Regions from separate parts of the Bicyclus anynana genome. Here region 2 is linked to region 1. A link is a contact called in public Hi-C data. All regions are on one chromosome and are shown on one strand. The core of a region is the stretch at or near the end of the contact, and the rest is flanking DNA. Distances in the headings are between cores, read along the strand shown.

Region 1 (2,700 bases), core at 139-2,638:
TGAATAATAAAAATATAAATAGTTTGAGGGTAATTTATACACCTTAGCTTCCAAGCGTTGAACTTCACAGTTTCTGTATTCTTCTATAGCAGTAAGCGTTATTGATAAATTATCAAGCCCAGTACTTAGCGATTTGTTTACTATTTCATTATTGGCGTATTCCTTTAAAATTTTAGCTAGTTCGTCACCCATATCACGTAATCTGTAATAAAATTTATATAATTTATAAATGAAACAAAGGTTCTAAATATATTCTAGCCGACGCCCCGTGATTCCACCCGCGTAGTTCCCGTTTCCGTGAGAATACGGGGATAAAATATAGGTGGGGGAGAGCGTTCATCCCAAGCCACATTTAGTCTTTAATACGAATTTACCTACGGATTTTGCATATTTTTAATAGTTTTTAAAAATAAGTGTTTTTTTATACAGCAAGCAAGGCACTACCAATCTCACTTTGGGGAAAGTTGTGTTAAAGCTGATTTTCATGCTGTAGCTGCTTTAATTAAAATTTTAAAGATGTGATCTTTGTTAAACATTATGGATCAAATTACTAAAATACTCCTTTTATAAATAGGTAATCTTTTATTTGTTTTGTAGAGAAAGCATTGAATGAAATAATTATTTTTCTTACAAGATGACCTGAATTATAAAAAAGGTCCTGTAAAAAAATTATTTTATCCATTAATTACGGGACATCCTGTATAGCTTATGACACTCACAAATAACGTGGCTTTCTAGTGGTAAAATAATTTTCAGTCCGGTTCTGTAGAGTCAGAGATTAAATCCCCTACAATACCACAAACTTTACCTTTTTATAATACTAGTGTAGATTAGTAAAGATGAGTATAGTTACTTAGCGGTTTTTCTTGTGTAATCTCCGAAACCCACACACAACTCGCCAAAATTCTTTTCAACATTTGTGATGCGGTCTTGAATAAATTTTGCTTGTTGCTCATAACTTAATGAATGTGCATTATCTCCTCTAAACATATTTAATTTCGTCTTTTACATATACTTAGAAAACACTGGCGGTTTATTTTGTATTTAGATTTCCGTTACCTTGGTTACATGAGCACAGATTATGTACACTGGCTGGTAAGACAAACTGTCTATGGCATTTTGAACAATGTAGCATAGAGTATAAATGTGTAATGTATCCTCTTTGTGATAGCTTTTATCATTTATATTAACAATTTATATATTTTATTGACAACAAAGAAATTGTCGACATCTTTAATGAGTGAAAAATAATCGTAATACTTTCTAATCAGTAATTATTCAGTGGGTCTCAATAGTCCAATAGTTCAAAATAAGAGCATCACTCAACCCATAGACAAATAGATTACTGAAATCAAAGAGTAATATGTTCTATACATCTATAGTCTATGAATAAACGTCATTGTCATAAACAGCTGTTCATTCCACAAATAATCAACAATAAAAATAAGAAATTTGCAAAAATTAACAATGAATGAAGAAATTGATGAATATGACATATATCATCAAGATTTCACAACAGCTTCAGAATGGGAAGTACTGATAGCACGATTAGAAGAGATACTCTTTGAGTGGAATTTATCTAAATCTAAGTTAACTAAAACATGTACAGAATACACAAAGAAATGGATTGCGAAAACGGAGGAAGTAAAGTTCCGTGGTTTGAGTTTTACACTGACGTACAACGCATTAGAACCAGTTAAAAATACAGACAGTGAAAGAGAACCGGAAGAAAAATCTTTCTTAAATGATGTTCAGCAAAATCTGTGGGATTCCACTACAAACTTCATGGACAATATTGACGGAAGTCCGTTTCCTGTATCAAACTGGTTCGGGCTCAAGAGATACCTCATGCTGTATCCTAAAGCTCCACTCATCGATGGCAGTCTAATAAAGCTCATAATGAGTTCTGTTAACATTGCATTTTCGATAGTAGACTGTGGTGTTCCATTTTTTGTTAAAATTAGGGAACACTGGCAACACACTTACTTAGGAATTTTTGAAGACAATGATTACAAAGTTAGCTTCGACGTCATACATCTGAAGCGTATATCAAATCAGTGTTCACATCTCAGCGGCTTAGTCAGTATGTTTAAGTCTAAAATATCATCACCTGTGCCTCTAGACGCTGTCGTAATATCCACAAAATTTTCTTATGAGCTCAAAGATTCAGACTCCTTTACGTGGAGGAAGAGGACTCATTCGAATGAGTTCTTATCAATTGACGGATTTGATGTTAAAAAGTTAATAGAGTTACCATTTGGCTCTGAGAATAATCCTCTGCATAGTGCTCTACTTAATGCAATTTGGCCACATTTCCGAGAAAGTGCCATTGTTGACTCATCAACATTCTCTGATATTGATCCTATAATGGCACCCACTTGGACAATTAGTCTTAAGTTAAGAAACAACATTAACTGTATGCTATCAGAAGTTATAAGAAAAATAATGAATTTATTAGATAGAGATAGCTTACTGATGGATGTTTTAGGACTTAGCAGAAGTCTGGGCTTGGTCAATCCGTTGAACAAAATCACAGAAGCCCCAATAACTATTTCTAAATTAGTAAAAGCTGCAGTAGGTAGGAGCACTCATTTTTCAGAATTCAAGGGCCCAATATCTGATGATTTGTTGATGCCTTTGCTCTATTATGTGTTTCCTGATGCTGTAGAGGACAATACTTTCCCTTATCCTGATACATTG
Region 2 (2,700 bases), core at 105-2,604, 140 kb after region 1:
CTAAGTTAATTTATTATTCCACATATTTACAAAAATATAAATATCATTACAATTAAAAAAAACCTTTTACAATGAAATCTATAAGTGTATTACTGACATTACATTAATGAATCAATAAAATTTTCCTAGAATTTTCAAGTATTTAAACATAAAGGTGTAGAGGATTATATAGAGCAGCTTCATTAGAATTACTGGTCAAATGAATGATAATTTAAAGAAGTACATGCCACACAAAGGACTCACTGAACACAAAATATTCCATCAAAATGGATATGCCAAATCAATCCAGATTTTTATGTGGTAAACATACCTACTTGAAAAATTTTACTACAGCACCAACACCCAGTTAGAGTTAAATGCTTTCAATATTTTAGGAGATTTTGATACTTTTTTTTTGCACTAATGTGGGTCATTACTGTCATAGAACAAAATTTTGCGAAAAACTCAATGGAGGGGCAGTAATTTAGGCCACTTCCCACGGCGCGACGAGATGCGACGACATGACACTCGCACAGCTGACTGCCGGACCGTCGGCCCCGCGCGCCCCGGCCCCCGCGGCCTGCGCCCCCAGTCATATTGCTCTCGTCACAGAAACAGATCAGTATGTAATAATATTGCTCTTACACGTTTGCCATTCAAAAATTTACACCCGTTCGCTAGAACCACAATGAAAACGAACGTGTTTCGATGTTTAATATAACCCGAACAAAGTTTTTTATGTGTTTAGGAATTCATAAATTTAATTTTTGACCGAAATGTTGAGAATAATGAAGAAAAATAGGCATCAGCTAGCAGTTATTGACCCCATAATAAAGATTAAACCACACGTGATTAAGAGGAGATAGATAATGAATGTTTAACTTTTCGTTGGTAATTTTACACCAAATGGTCACTATGTAGACAAAAAATAACCCAATCGATTGATCCTGATAAAAAAACTTGCATGAAAGACCTCTAACGAATAACGAACAGCTGAAACGGAATGACAAAGCAAAGGATGGACGTTTTGGATATACCAACCTAGGAATTAGGATTATCAAAATCAATCAATTTAAAGCTTGTCCACAAATACAAATAAAAATAAATTACCTGAAATTGTGTGCTATATTTGTCACAATTATTTTTACACCACCAATGAAGTAATAATTTTCATTGCAACTTAGACTAGAAATTTAACTAAAAGCTCAAGTTAGGCGACTCACAGTATAGGTTACATGCAATACTATATTTATAGTAACTTTATAGTTAAAAAGCCAAAAAATATCGCACATAGAATCAGAAAATTAAAAGCTTTTGCACATCCTGCACCGCCATATTCTATTCGACGAGAACAAAAGTGATTTCGCTCAATTCATTCATTTACATCTGCTGCGTGAATGAATGAAATGAAATGTAAAGTGACCTACAGCTACAGACTATATAAATCGCGGAAAGAACCAAAGAGCATATAACAAAACAATTTAAGCCATTGCCAAATTATATTGGACTATTCGGAGGAATTACTGTAATTATACATTCAAGACGGAAGAGAAAAAAGCTTGATCACAAATCGCTACCTTTTTACTAAAGGTACGCTACTTTTTTACTTTTTACAGGGTGTATCATATTAAATATATACCCTGCCCTGTAATCAAAAATTAATGAAGTTGTATCTACAACAGTTGTAATGGGTTTCCTGCATAATGTAATCCTGCAGCCTAAGTTTTAATGGCCCATTATTTTGTCTTGTTGCCGTTAAAAAAATGTTGTATGAGAGCTATTTTATTGAAAGAAAAAAAAGATTTTTTGCTCTTACGAGTTAATCATTTCATTTTTAGTCTGTAAATATTTTTCGTATATCTGTGTCTGGCTACCAATTTCTGGCTAACTTCATTCTGGTCGCCATTGCAAAGTGCGAACCTTTTGATGTTTGCCAACTTCAGATTATTGTTTGAGTGGTTTGATCATCGTTCATCAATCAAGCGGTTTTTATTAATTAGTTATTTTTTACATTATTCTCAATGTTGTGCCAATTAGTTTTGTAAATAAGTTGCGCAGTATCATTAAAAGTTCATCAAATGTGCTAAATAACATTATAACAATCGGTTATGTTTGCAAACGTGCATATGCTTTGTTGTGAGAACCACCTTTATCTGCTGTCACTCTAAACTGTAGCAAGTAAATTTTTCTATAATGAAACATAAGTTTCTCGCTGTTTCATATGCTAGTTAGTCCTAGATAGTGTTCAGTGAGAATACGATTGATGCGTTGATGTGCCGTAATGAGAGTGGTGTTCCCATTCGGTGTACCTTTGAGGAGAATGTACGGTGGCGTTTAGTACACGATAGAGTGATCCAGGGCTCAGTATGGGGACAGTAAAGGACGAGGAGCGCTTGCGGCGCCTACGCGCGCTGGAGGAGAAGCTGTGCGACCCGCGCTCCACGGGCAACGTGGATTGTTTGCTCGACACCGTCACGGCACTCGTCTCCGACTGCGATCACCCGGCCATCCGACGGATGAAAAACGTCGAGGCCTACACCAGCAGATGTGAGCCTTCCCATAAATACCCGCCGCCCTTAATTAATTTGGATGTCTCTTAATGTCATGAACAATGAATGAGACTATTCTATCAGTTATTACATTCTTTGTGTAACAAGTCACTATACTACATTATTAATTAGTATGATACGATAAATAAATTGGCAAATATTTCAAATAGCT

What was found. A called contact is a pair of places that touch in the nucleus more often than the background predicts.
Region 2: a contact with region 1 is called in a Hi-C map of whole larva, with 4 times the contacts expected there. The contact joins the promoter of LOC112057183 here to the promoter of LOC112052471 in region 1. A contact is called at or near these places in 2 of 2 Hi-C or Micro-C datasets (whole body and whole larva).

What each region holds. Positions count from the first base shown.
Region 1 is chr3:5,891,850-5,894,549 of ilBicAnyn1.1, forward strand. LOC112052471 (rab3 GTPase-activating protein catalytic subunit) reads left to right here and starts at 1,389. Exons shown (of 4, transcript XM_024091564.2): 1 at 1,389-2,700. The coding sequence starts at 1,468. It overlaps LOC112052472 (CBY1-interacting BAR domain-containing protein 1-A), which reads right to left and starts at 1,063. Exons shown (of 8, transcript XM_024091565.2): 1 at 854-1,063; 2 at 43-202. The coding sequence starts at 990.
Region 2 is chr3:6,033,250-6,035,949 of ilBicAnyn1.1, forward strand. LOC112057183 (TATA box-binding protein-like 1) reads right to left here and starts at 1,355. Exons shown (of 5, transcript XM_052891306.1): 1 at 1,090-1,355. It overlaps LOC112054042 (rho-associated protein kinase 2), which reads left to right and starts at 1,904. Exons shown (of 13, transcript XM_024093687.2): 1 at 1,904-2,526. The coding sequence starts at 2,346.